3 separate regions of the Mus musculus genome follow, and all the other regions are linked to region 3. Evidence: chromatin contacts called from public HiChIP or PLAC-seq and promoter capture Hi-C data. All regions are on one chromosome and are shown on one strand. The core of a region is the stretch at or near the end of the contact, and the rest is flanking DNA. Distances in the headings are between cores, read along the strand shown.

The links. Promoter capture Hi-C pulls out the DNA fragments that hold promoters and counts their contacts. HiChIP or PLAC-seq counts read pairs in DNA pulled down with a chosen protein or histone mark.
Region 1: a contact with region 3 is called in a promoter capture Hi-C map of liver, with 2.5 times the contacts expected there. The contact joins the promoter of Rxfp4 here to the promoter of Efna3 in region 3. A contact is called at or near these places in 1 of 39 promoter capture datasets (liver), 1 of 115 datasets of contacts at active chromatin or transcription factors (pancreatic cancer cells) and 1 of 9 other capture datasets (pancreatic islet).
Region 2: an HNF4G HiChIP or PLAC-seq map of pancreatic cancer cells shows a contact between it and region 3. The contact joins the enhancer-like site here to the promoter of Efna3 in region 3. A contact is called at or near these places in 1 of 39 promoter capture datasets (hippocampal neurons), 4 of 115 datasets of contacts at active chromatin or transcription factors (T-cell acute lymphoblastic leukemia, embryonic forebrain, embryonic stem cells and 1 more) and 1 of 9 other capture datasets (embryonic stem cells).

Annotation. Positions count from the first base shown.
Region 1 is chr3:88,650,839-88,655,482 of GRCm38.p6, reverse strand. Rxfp4 (relaxin family peptide receptor 4) reads left to right here and starts at 2,341. Exons shown (of 1, transcript NM_181817.1): 1 at 2,341-3,585. The coding sequence starts at 2,341. The coding sequence ends at 3,585.
Region 2 is chr3:89,894,798-89,899,196 of GRCm38.p6, reverse strand. The region is part of intron 1 of Il6ra (interleukin 6 receptor, alpha); the gene reads left to right. Among named protein-coding and RNA genes, the nearest start is that of Il6ra, 16 kb to the left of the region's middle. Within about 2 kb of position 2,461, at least 88 of the 459 cell types and tissues checked have an H3K27ac peak or open chromatin away from gene starts, as enhancers often do. A contact at or near this core is called in pancreatic cancer cells, where this site is marked.
Region 3 is chr3:89,320,595-89,324,998 of GRCm38.p6, reverse strand. Efna3 (ephrin A3) reads left to right here and starts at 2,060. Exons shown (of 5, transcript NM_010108.2): 1 at 2,060-2,293. The coding sequence starts at 2,166.

The DNA of each region.
Region 1 (4,644 bases), core at 1,092-3,591, 670 kb after region 3:
GAGTGCCTTCTGCCAACCTCATCCCACCTCTCTCTTGCTCAAAACCCCAACATTCTGTTTCCCAGAAAGCAACTCTCTCACGTCTGGGGTTCTCATATGGGCTAGAGCTTCTCTGAAATGCCTCTCTGACCCCACCCCCAGCACCCCAAGACAACCGAGTACCAGATACTTCCTTAACCAGCAGAAGAGTGCCGAACTGCTCTCAGAATCCTTGAAAAAAAAATCTCACTCTTACCTCCCCAGTCCATGCTCTCTCCCAAAGCTCCTGCCGTGGAGAGAGATGTGAGGAGAGAAAGGAGATGATGCCATTAGAGACGGTCTTCAGCTGAGACTGAGCTCATGGGGAGACAGGATGAGGTGTGGTAAAGGCTTTTCTCAGGTTCCAGAACTCTACAGTGAGGCTTGGGATATGGAGGAATGTGGATATGACGGGGCTCTGAGTACACCAGAAAAATGGAGTGGCAGTGGGGGTGGGACAGGTTGGCAGGACTGTTCAGGGATGTAGAGCAGACCTGAAGGTGTGGCCGTGGTCATCCACCTATGGCCTCACAAGTCCAATGTGCCCAGAAGGGGTATACAGGGAACTGCAACTTCCTCCGTCTCATTTCTTTCCCCTTCTTAGCATCAAGGTCACATGGTACTGCACTGAATTCTGACCTGTGTTTTAGTTGGCAGTGTTCCCTTGGCATGATAACAGCTGTTCATTGTCCTGCTTCCTTCCATGACCAATGCTCCAAACTTCCCCTTGAAATGACAGTCATCATGCAAAGAACAAGGTATGGACTCACGCTAGCTCCCTGAACAACGGACTATCTTCATCTGATTTAACTTCTGTAAGGAATTTTTATTTATATGTATGTCTGCACGTATGGACATGTAGCACATTCGAGCCAGTGGAGACCAAAAGAGGGGGTCAAATTCTTTAGAACTGGAGTGATAGATGACGGTGAGATACTAGATGGGTGCTGGGTACCACACGCAGGTCATCTGCAAGATACTAACTCCTTAGGTATCTCTAGCCCCAATTTAAAACTATTTAAATAGTATTTGCCTGTGTGAGCATGGATGTTCAGTATGCTACTGAATGCAGGCAAATGTCAGGACAACTTTCAGGAATCTGTTCTCTCCTCCCACCTTGTGGATCCTGACCACCCAGTGCACATTGTCAGGGCCGACAAGCAGGTACTTGATATCTAGTCCCAAACTTGTTTGGTTTGGTTTTGAGACAGGGTTTCAGAACCTAACCTTGTCTGGCCTGGAATTCAGTAGACAGACCAGGCTGGGTGTGCCAGCAAACCATTAAGCCTGTCACCATCTAATCTTATTTTGAAGATTTAGTAGTGCTGGGGGGTACATACTACTGTGCATGTATAAAAGTCAGAAGACAACCCCGGGATGCCTGTCCTCTCCTACCTTTATGTAGGCAGGTTCCAGGGACAGCCATCTCCACGGGCGTATTTATTTATATATAGATTATACCTTGTTGTACTGCCAAGTTTGGCCTTGGTGATCAGGTGATCCAGCTGCCTCAGCCATGCAGGTAGCAGTGACCACAGCTCTTTGGCATCTCGCTGAATTGTATATTTTCTTAACACTTTTGGGGGGAGAATTGTGTGTGTGTGTGTGTGTGTGTGTGTGTGTGTGTGTGTGTGAGATGAGTGTGGAGGTCAAAGGGCAGCTTGTGAGTGGCATGTCTATCCTTCTCCTATGCAGATCCTGTAGACTGAATTCAAATCACCAGGCTTGGCAGCAGGCCCCTTTCCCCAAACAGCCCCGATCTCTGGCCTGCCCCCATTAACATTTTAAGCAAAGCAGCACAGGGCCCCAATCAGAGAGACACAGGAAAGGCACAGCAACTGTGGGACTCTGAGTGATGTGTGTTCCTCTCTCTTTTTCTGACTCCCAGTCTGGTTTTCTAATGCCATATTCCTTCCCTAACCTCTCCTCACACCTCTCCTTTTCTCAGAGAGCTCTCTGCACTCCGGGGAGAGAGAAAAAGCGTCTTCTGGTTTGGCTCCACATCTCTACTGTTTCCCTTTCCTTCCCTATTACATGCATGTTGACAGTGTGAACATAGCCCTCCCTTGCACTGCCCCACCCACCACGGTTGTCCAACTGGGAAGAAGCAGGCTGTTCTACCCACACCTGTCCCTCTTAGGTGTGAGCATGGGCAGGGGCTCTTACAACCCGAAGCTCTAGACCAACACCCAGATTCCAAGGGCTCTTCTAAGAGCTCTCCTGAGACAACAGCGGCGGCGGGTGGTTGCTTGCCAGGCCGGAAGGCGGGCACTCCCTGGTTCCTCTGCTCTGCTGTGCTCTAGCAACCTCCGCGGTCTTGCGATGGCCACATCCAATTCTTCTGCCTCTCTGCCCACCCTCTTCTGGGTCAATGGCTCTGGAGACAGCGTGCTGAGCACTGACGGTGCTGCCATGCCTGTCCAGTTCCTTGTTCTGAGGATCATGGTTGCACTGGCCTATGGACTTGTAGGTATCATTGGCTTGCTGGGAAATTTGGCCGTACTGTGGGTTCTAGGTAACTGTGGTCAGCGTGTGCCCGGCCTGTCTTCTGATACCTTTGTCTTCAGCCTGGCTCTAGCAGACTTGGGGCTGGCCCTTACTCTCCCTTTCTGGGCAACCGAGTCAGCAATGGACTTCCACTGGCCTTTCGGAAGTGCCCTCTGCAAGGTAGTCCTGACCACCACCGTCCTCAGCATCTATGCCAGCACCTTCCTAATCACAGCACTGAGTATCGCGCGATACTGGGTGGTAGCCATGGCTGTGGGACCAGGTAGTCACCTCTCAGTCTTTTGGGCCCGTGTGGTCACCCTGGCAGTGTGGGTGGCAGCTGCCCTGGTGACTGTGCCCACAGCAATCTTTGGGGCTGAAGTTGAGTTGTGGGGCGTGTGCCTCTGTCTTCTGCGTTTCCCCAGCAGATACTGGCTGGGAGCTTACCAGCTACAGAGGGTAGTTCTGGCCTTCATCGTGCCCTTGGGAGTCATTACCACCAGTTACCTGCTGCTGTTGGCCTTTCTAGAGCGGCAGCAAAGATGCAGGCCACGACAATGGCAGGACAGCCGAGTGGTAGCCCGCTCTGTCCGTGTCCTGGTGGCTTCCTTCGCCCTCTGCTGGGTTCCCAACCATGTAGTCACTCTCTGGGAAATTCTGGTAAGGTTTGACCTGGTGCCCTGGGACAGTACTTTCTACACCTTTCATACTTACATCCTTCCCATCACCACCTGCTTGGCCCACAGCAACAGCTGCCTCAACCCTGTGATCTATTGTCTCCTGCGGCGGGAGCCCCAGCAGGTTCTTGTCAGCTCCTTCAGAGCTCTCTGGTCAAGACTGTGGCCTCAAAGGAAGGCCTGCATGGAACAAATGGCCCTCAAGGAGGTAGGCGGGAGAACGGTAGCCAGCACCCAGGAGAGTGGCTCTTCTAGGACACACACAAACACAATGGAACACCTGGATGAAGGATGCAGCCTGAACACTCTCCTTTCTGAGACCTATCAGGGGCAGAGCCCACAGATTCTAGGGAGGAGCAGCTGCTCTCTCAGTCAGGCTGCTGTGTCCCCAGGAGAAGTCTGATCTTTGATCACCAACTCTGGGTGTGACAGAACGGAGAAGCTGGAGTCCAAACAGGAGGTGGATGTGGCAAAGCTTATCTCTGGAGATGGCAAAGAGGAACTGAGAATAAACCAGATCGGTCAGAGACTGTCTTGACCTTTCATGCAAGTACTTCACAGGATAACTAACGTCCATCACCCGGTTTAGACTAACAGGTCAGGTGTCGGTTCTCCCTGTCACTTTAGAATAGGGCACCCGTTATGCCTCTTTGGTACCAAACCCAAAAATGTATTCTCTGGCCAATAAGCTTTTTGTCATCTTAGAGGTACCCATTAGGAATGATGTAGAAGCCTCCCCTTCAACGTTTGTCTGTCGTTTTGCTGCCACAAGATGCAGACCCTGAGTGTATAGCCTTTGAGAATAGTGAATAGATCTGTCCCTTTCAATCAAGGATTGGGTAACAATCACAAGGGTCTGGGCGTGGGGGTGGGGAGTCAAGAGATACAGAAAAGTTTTGTAGGCTGAGGGTCAGAAACCAGAAGCTAGTCTCACTGAGTACAACTGCACTTCAGCCAAGCGCCAGAGCATGTGGGCTGGAATCTTCCCCCCACGCAAATTATTCTAGAAGTCAGTTCTCCCCTTCTAAAATTGGAGGCAGGGTTTCATCATACCCAGGCTGGTCTCACACTGTAAAGCTGAGGGTCGCTTGGAATCTTTAATCTTGATCCCAGATGCTCGAATTATAGGCATGTGCCAACAAGTTGAGCTTTTCAGATCATTTTAGCCTATTCTTCCTTCTTTCCTGTACTTATGTATGTATGTATGCATGCTTGCATGTACATTTGTGTTCACACTTGTACGTGTGTCAGAAGCAAACATAAGGTTTTTTCATTTCCTCGTCTTTGTTTTTATTGAGACGGTCTTACGACCTAACCCTAACTGTCCTGGAATTCACTCTGTAGACCAGGCTGTCCCTTGAACTCAGACACTCACCTGCTTCTGCCTCCCATGTGCTGGAACTACAGGCATGTGCCAACGCACCTTGCTTTGATTTTTAAAAAAATTACACTTTATTCAAGT
Region 2 (4,399 bases), core at 1,212-3,711, 570 kb before region 3:
CAACAGCAACAGCAAAGCTCTTTGGCTTTCTGGAACCAGACTTTATCCTAGTGGAGAGAGCCCCACTTTCCAAAGTTATGTTTTGAAGTCCTCAGTTGGGGGTGAGGGGAGGAGGCGTCTACTGTGGGGCCAGTGTCCCAGAGAGAGAATGTAGGCCACACAGGCAGGGAAGCAAGGAAGGTAGGGAATTTCCCTCCCCTAGAGCTGTCACGGGAGAGGAAAAACATTCGTCTGAGGGTCCTGGAACAGCCTAGTCACCAACTGTCCCCCGACCCCCACCCAGTGATCACCCAATGACCATCCACAGATGGATGATGTGTATGTTTCAAGTTGGGCATTGCCTGTGGGAAACAGAGGTCCCTCTGAGAAGTAATGACTGGGGAGTGATGGGACACTAGATACCAGGAGCAGGACTCTCAGGGGCCCCCAGACCACTGTCTGAACTCTCATTGCTCAGAGAAGGCAAATGGGCCCCATCAGGGGTCTCCACACTGCCTAAAACTCATGGGTAAGGCCAGGTGCTACATGCTTACAATTTCAGCCTTTTGAAGCCTGCGGCAGGAGGATCACTATCACTCTGAGGCCAGCTTAGGGCCACATAGCAAGAGCCTGTCTCAAAAATGAACAAAACTAGGCAAGACACTATAGAAGCCTAACCCTAGCCAACCAGCCAGCAACTAAGCTGTGGCTAGATTACACACCATGTGCCCCAAGGGGCAAGGACACACTTTGAGAAACTGGCAGGGAGATTCTGCATTCTTTCCTGATTTTAGTCCCACCTGAGGTACTTCTGTCCTCCCTGCAGAGTCTTGTTAGGAGCCTGGGACGCAGTGACATGACACGTTCCTTTCTGCATGTGACATGCCTTGGCAAGGGCCAGGAAGACTCACAATCCTCAGGTGCCCGTCTTCCCTTGTCTGTGATGCTCTATGATGAAGCAGGAGCTGGGTGTCGGGAGCTGGTTCCTCCTCAAGGTCATTGCAGGGAGAAACAGAAGCAGGAAAAGATGTGGCCGTCGTCATCGAGGCTGGTACGGGAGGCAGACTGGAGCCTGGTCTGCACATACCGTAGCAGGGGCCTCCTCTGTCAGCAGAGCCAGTGCTGATCCATCCTCTTGGAGGGTCTCATACACCGCCTCTTCCCTGTGGGGCTCCCTTCCTTTCTTGCTGTGTAAGGAGACTTCAGACCCCAGCCGTCCCCCAGGTGGCTCCCTTCTGAATTCCTTAAATGTACTGTGCCCCTTTTATGAACTGGTTCTGGGCAATCTGCTTATCAAACTCCCAGTGGTTTCTCAAGGCCTTCTAAAGTTTCTCTTTGCCCTCTAGAACGATTTATTTCTCCTCTCTGTTCTCAGCATCAGGAATATATTTTATTTCCAAATAGCCAGGATTGTGAGTAGTTTTAAGGCCCCCAGGAATCTGGAGATTGGACAAGATAGCAGTATGGAAGAGTGGGGAGAACACAGCCACAGCGTGGAGCAGATGTGCAGTGGCTGCTAATACCCTCTCCTGGCGGAGACGTGTGGCCTCGTGTGCAACACTGCATGGAAAATGTTGAATCCTTCAGGAGGGGACAGGTTTAAGCTTGCTGCCTGACTGTCACAGGCTGAACAGTTGCTCAAGGGCAGATGTTGTGTGCTCTTTGCTGAATCTCATCCTGTGTAGCAGCTGCCACACCTCACGCTGCCTTCAGGGTATGGGAGGGATCCTATGGTCACTGGGCCTGTCTCACAGGAAGAGTGTTCCCGGAGTACAAGCCCACCTGATTCCCTGCTGTGCCTCCTCCAGTGGGGTCTACTGAGGCGAAGTCCTGGCCACCTTCAAAAGTGCGAGACATCCAGAAAATGGAGGCTGAGCCCAAAGATGGTTCTTTTTGTCCCTTCCAGAATCAAGCTTGCTGGGAAGGGAGGGCTGAGGGTGAGGAGTCTGGCCAGTGACAAACAAGAGCTACAAGGGTGGGGTGGAGACTCTGGTCTGAAAGTGTTTAGAAACTTGCCTGTCTTAAGTCCACCCCATCACCAGGATTCCATGCACACTGCACACCCCCACCCCCTTCACCCCACCCCATGTAATACCTGGGATCCGTATGTCTTTGTTTAAAGAAAAAAATATATGAGCAAGATTAGACTCTTTAAAGCCTGAGAAAGCCAAATTGGTGTTGTGCCTATTGTCCCACTCCTACTGAAGGAGTAGGGTGGGTCTCTTTAGCCAGGGGTTCAGAGCCAGCTTGGGGAAATGTAGTTACACCTTTGTCTCAGAAGACAAAGCAAACGTGCAAAGCTCTATGGAAGAGCAAAGCAAGAGAAAGGAGACCTTGGTATCCCATCCTCTGCCTGGGCAGACAGAGGTTCAGGGAGGGTGCTTCTGAGACTTTCACATTCGCTGTTCAAAAGCTGCTACTGAGGCTATCTGACCACTATGCAGGAGCTAAGGGCTGACTCAGAGCTGAGTCAGGAGGCCGAGCAGTGGGTGGGTGGGAGGTCAGGCTGTCCCTTTGGACTGGCACCGAGCTCTTTTGTCCTGGCCTCCCCAGTGAGAACGTCCTTTTGATCTTTAGGCACACCAGGTTTCTGAGATCAAAGTTAAATACAGTGGGTTTTTTTTTTTTTCCACAGTCTCAGAAGAAATATGTTTTTGAAGCAGGGCTGACGGGCACCATTTGCAGATGGGTTTTTATAATTAATTGTCCCGGATTTAAAAAAGACAGAAGGAAAGAAAGAAACGGGTGACTCAGTTTTAAAGATTCAGAAGACCATCAGTCAAGTTCCGCGGCAGGGGAAGTAACCATTGTCTGCTCTTTATGGCTCTGCTTTTGTGGGAAGGAAAAGAAAGATTGTTTGTGGGGAGGGGTCGGTATTTCTCCCAATTACCTGAATAAATTTGTCATTGTTCTCAAGGGTAGTAACTGAACAGTCCTGGCCAATATGCAAGTTAGTCACCAACCATGCAAAGGTTTCTATTGGGAGGGAAAGGGATAGGGAAGTGGCCAGAGGAATATTTTTCATGGAACTGACAAGGGCAGGAGCAGAAGAGAACTCTGCAGTGTCCCCTAGCTGGACCCCAGTGCAGGGTCTGCCCACTCGGCTTCATGGAGGACTCTGCTTGGACCACCGGTGGTTCTGGGTGAGGTGTGGAGGCCTTGTCGTATTTCAAACAAGCATGGAATGAGTGCCGTTGTGTTCCCTGGTACGAGGCAAGCAGGACCTTACGGTCTTACGGTCATGGCTGCGTGGTGACCTGTGTAGGCAGTTATGCATCGCTTCATAATGGGGACGTGCTCTAAGAAATGTGCTGTCTGATGGTTTTGTTGATGTGCAGATAGAGTAGTTACCCAATCCTTGATATTTTGGTCAGTGACTTGATGTGGTCTCTATCACGAGGTGAGGCAAGCAGATGTACCACTTGCCAGCATAATGTGGCATACTCTTTTATAGCAAAATTTTATTATTCTATTTAAAATTGTGTGTGTGGGCATGTGCACACATGCATCTGGAGGCTAGCAATTGGCCTAGGGCGTGTTCCTTAGTCACTCTCCACCCTATTTGTTTATTTTTCAGTTAAAACAAAATCAGATCTAAAGCCAGGCAGCAGTGGGACATGCCTTAATCCTGGCACTCAGGAGCAGAGGCAGAGGCAGAAGCAGGGGCACAGGCAGGGGGATATCCCAGTTCAGAGCCAGCCTGTCTAGGGGGAAAGTCACATCTGTTTATCTAATGTGGATACACATACACCATGACATGAACATGAAGGTAGGAGGAGTTGGTTCTCGCCTCCTACCATGTGGAGTCTGGGGGCCAAACGCAGGTTCTCAGGCTTGTCAGTAAGTGCTTCCCCAGCTGAGGCATCCCACTGGCTTCTGCCACCTCACTGTGACAGTGTCTCACTGAATCTGGAGTGTGCCAATCCAGCTAGGCCAGCTGGGCAGCAAGCCCCAGGGATTCTCTTGTCTCCAGCTCTCTAGCTCAGGGATGACGGGCGCTTGCTGCTGTGCCTGGGTGTCACGTGGGGCTTGGGAATCAAACTCGGGTCCTTACACTCAGTGTGTCGAACCATTTTCCCAGCTGTATTTAAAAAAATTCGTGTGTGTATATGTGTGTACATGTGTGTGTGAGCATGTTCATGTGTGTGTGTGCACATGTATGTGTATGAGCATGCTTGTGTGTGTGTGAGCAATGCACACAGATGCACACGCATGTAGAGGTTAGAGGACAAATCTTGAGGAGTCAGTTCAGTCTTGCCATTTTGGATCCAGGGATCACACTCAGGTTGTCAGGCCTTTGTGCAATCGTCTCTACAAACTGAGTCCTCCCACTGGCCTGATGTTTTTGGTTTATTGAGACAGAATCTCAGTTAGCCCAGGATGGCAAAAGCCCATGATTTTGAACTCCTGATCCTCTTGC
Region 3 (4,404 bases), core at 811-3,310:
ATGTTCTTAACCTGTGAGCCGCCTCTCCCGCTATGAAGCTCTATGGATGACTATTGGTCAGAGAGGGTGGAGTACAACATTCTAAAGAGAAATTTCTGGGCTCTAGAGAATGGGGCCCAAATCACACAAATCTTTAAATTAAAGCCAGGTTTTATTATTTGTGTATTTTTCCAGTTATGGGGATTGAACCTAGGCTCTCATACAAATGCCCTACCAATAAGTACATTCCCAGTTTGGAGCCCAGATTCTAGAAACAGAAATCTTAAGTTTTCAAAAAAAAAAAAAAAAAAAAGTTCTGGACCAGTCCAGCACCCTGCACTCGTATGCTTGTGGGCAGGCTACCCGGTGACGCTGCCTTACAGAGAGACGCTTACTTCTTTGAAGCAAAGGTATGGCACAGAGGGGCTGAGGCTGGGGCTGGGGCTGGGGCTGGGGCTGGGGCTGGGGCTGGAACTCCCAGGAGTAGGCAGTTAGCATTATTTGGGTGAAGCAAATCTCTTTGGGAATGAAGAGAGCTGTTTGCAAAGTCCCTCACTCCCATCTCAAAGGGCCTCATTTATTTTCTGGCTCCCAAGAAGAGAGAGAAGGTATCTCCCAGGAGTGGAGAGGTATCCCAGGAGGACAGCACCCACTCTTGCCTAGCAGCAGGGAGGCATGGTACCTACTGTGCATGCGGTGCCCTTCCCCCAAGGCAGGCGTGTGGTCAGGGCCTTGTACTGCCAAAGGTAACTGACTGAGGTGCTGCTATCTTTCCTACCTCTTGAAACACAACAAAACAGCAATGTGCCTGCCTCCCTGGGCACAGGTGCTGTGGGTTCTAAGAACCCAGTAAGGCCCGGTTCTGCTTTGTCTTTCAGTCTGGGCTTCTGGGAAAGAGACAAGATAAGGGGTGAATGCCTAGTAGATCTGTATTCTGGATCCCTCACAAAGAGGGTCAATCACATGGGAGAAGAGTGTGTCTGTATACGTCAGTGTCTCTGTCTAGGGGCCTATGTTTACACCAATTTCTACTCTATAGGCACCTTGTGTGCCTAGATTGGACTGTATGTCAAGTGTCCATTGCTCCTGTTTCTGGATATGGACACCTTTATTTTTTTTCTCTCCCATCGCTGTGTGCATGTCATCTTTGTGCCTGTATGTCCCTAAGAAGACAACTGCTGTGGCAAGTGCTGGAATATAAGGTGCCCTCTGTCCTTAGAGAAAGCATCTATGGAAGCAGGAATGAGCGTGCCTAAGGACATCACTGAGGGAATCGGAGGCAGTGAGGGGACCTCTGTGGGCTTTCCAAGAAGACTGCTCCATTCCTGCCTGGCTCCAACTCGCCTTGGCAACTCACCACCACCAAATACCTTTGCCCTGGATTACCATAGAAGGCTTAGGCTTTTTTTTTTTTTTTTGAGACGGGGCGGGGGGTGGGGGTGGGGGGACACGGTCTCGCTGCGTAGCCCTGCCTGGCCTGGTACTTGTTACACAGACCAATGTAGGTGCCCTCGAACTCACAGAGATCTGCCAGGCTCTGCTTCTAGAGTGTCAGGATTAAGGAAGTATAGCTACTGTGCCCAGCCCCCAGAAGGTGACACTCTGGGCTGAGGTGTTCTGGTTTGGCTTCAGGTGAGGGCCTTCAGGCAGCCAGCTGTTAGCTCTTGGTACCACCTGAAGGCTTCCCCATCTTGTGTCCATTTAACTCCTTGCACACATGGAAAGGGGTGGAGGAAGTAGAGGTCCGATATGGGTCTACTCTTGCTTATTCCAGACGTAGATCTTCGCTCAACGCCCCCACACTCTATGGAGAAAGGTGTGGACCTACACCAGATGTATGTCCAGGTCTTGGCTTCCAAATCCTTCTGTGAACTCCAAGCTTGGGGGACCTAAAGACGCAAACCTCTGCAGCAAATCACCTAGGAGAGAGGAGAGGCGCGTTGTTCCTAAAGGGGCTACACAGTATGGGTCGCCCACGCGCGGCGCGCTCTGGGCTCAAGTGGGGCGGAGCCCCGCGTGAGCGCGCCAGGGGCGGGGCTTCGGGGGCGCGCCCAGAAGGGCGGAGGGAAGGATTGTGGGCGTGACTAAGATTGGGGGCTGGCAGCGGCGGCAGCAGGGAGCTGGGAAGCTGAGAAGCCGGGAGTGCGGGGCTCAGTCGGGGGGCGGCGGCGGCGGCGGCTCCGGGGATGGCGGCGGCTCCGCTGCTGCTGCTGCTGCTGCTCGTGCCCGTGCCGCTGCTGCCGCTGCTGGCCCAGGGGCCTGGGGGCGCACTGGGAAACCGGCATGCGGTATACTGGAACAGCTCCAATCAGCAGTGAGTCGGGGACCCGGAGAACCCGTGCGTCCCGCGTCAGTGATGGGGGAGCTGGTGGGCCCGAGAAGTCCTAGGGGAACCTGGCAGCAGTCCTGGGAGACAGGCTTGGTACCGAGAGGCGAGGGAGAGGGGACGCACTATGTGGGCGTCTGTGAAACTCGGGGGTGTCTGAGAGAAGCTGTTGGGGCATAGTAAAGAGCGCTCTGGCCGTGCGGAGGAGGCTGTTGGGGGTCCCTAACCCCATCTTGGTTTCTCTCCACACTCGCCAATGGAATAGTGTTCTCTGTCCCGTAGTCTCCCCCACCATCCACGCTCCTTTTGGCTAGGTTGAAGTCTGTGAGTACCGGTGTGCTAGGGATAGGCCGCTGCGTTTGGGAGCTGAAGGATGACCTGTTTTCAGCCTGTAATGTTGATGGGGTTCTGCTTAAGACTCTTGGTTTTAAAAGTGGGGTTCGGCATTAAGGCAGGAACTCCGATTCTCCACCTCCTCAGGACGAAGGGTAAGGGGTTGCTCTGGTTGTGTGAATAAGCCCTGCTGGGGTGAGCCGGGCCAGGGTCGCGAAGTTGGGGGGCCCTAGGAACGCAGGGTACTGGTGAGAAGGAAGAAGGCAGAGATGTCGGCATGTCACACACACACACACACACACACACGCACACACACACACACACACACGCACTGAAGCTAGGGACGGCGTATGGCACTGAGTGTGAACGGGCGTGCGCGGCTGTCAGTGTGCGTGTGTCTGTGTGTGATTTGTGTGTCTGCGTCGGCGACCGTCTAGGGGTGGGAGCGGGCGGCGGATCGGGGAGGGGGCTGCGGTCGGTGTCCGCGTGGCCAGTCTTGTCTGGGCTGGGGTGGCTCTTGGCGCCGCCGCGGTCTGGGCGGGTGTCAGGGCGGCCGTGTGGTTTCCTCCGGTGTGTGGCGCGGCGGCTCGGTGCCGGCTGCCGGACCGGGCCATCATTCTGCACAGTCCTTGCTGCCCTTGTCTTCTCCCTGCCGAGCTGTCGTGTGTATCACTCTGGCCACCTCAGTGTATTGGTAGGGGGATCCCTGGGGACACGGGGATCACTGTCACACCTGCCCGGGCGGTGGCGGCAGCTTTGCTTCTGACTCTCCGCCCTGGGGGCCGACTAGGGAACAAATGGTGAGACCCCAGGGGAGGGGACCTGAAGGGCCTCGACCACGACCCCCAACCTTCCGGGGGAGGGGCTCCTGCTTGCTGCTCTGCTCTTTGTTGTTTGGGGCTCTGCGCCTCCCCCTCTTTCTCCTCGCGCCCAGAGTGTCAGACTGGGGGTGGGGATGAGCTAATGACGCCCCCCTTTCGCTTCCCATGGAAACCTCGGGGGTGGGGTTGCAGCCCCTCCCCCCCGGAGCGGGACTCCATCCTCCCCGGGGGGCCCCGAGGGCTGACTCCCCTGCTGTATCTATCTTGCTCATCCCCCCCTTAAGATTTACACGTCCGACCCCCGCCCCGCTACAGTCTGGCACGAGCAGAGAGCTCGCAGGCGAGAGACCCTGGGTTCCCCGCCACCCTTGGGGAACCCCACTGCTGGTAGCTTGCCAGAGCCTAGGGGGTGTGGAAATAGCCTTGGGGGGAGCGTTGATCAGGTTCACCTCCCCCGCATACACCTGGGCGCAGGTGAAAGCTCCGGAACGGGATGGTTCCCAGAACCTCCTTTCGCCCTCTCCACTCCGGTGTGGGCAGGGACCGACGGAGGTAGGAGGCGGCGCACACCGGACCAGGAGGCCGCTGCCGCCCCCGCCCCGCTTCCCGGGCCTTTGTTGCCGCTGCGCCCGGACTCCCCGGCTCTCTCACTGCGGCATCCGCGGCCCCATAAATCGTGAGAGCGACGTGCTCCAGAGCCGGGAGTGGAGAGGGCCGGGGAGCTGGGGGCGGGGCCGGGCTGAGCCACAGGCTCCCAGGCCCCCCCAGTCACGTGATCTAGGTTCCTGGCTCCCACCTCTCATCACGTGTAGAGGGTCTCTGCCCCTTGGGGTCACGTGGGGAGGGTCTGCGACCCCGCCTCTTGGGGTCACGTGGGAGGGTGCTGGTGGGACACGTGCAATAGCCTCCTTTGACAGACCTGCAGTAGCCTACTCCGACAGACCT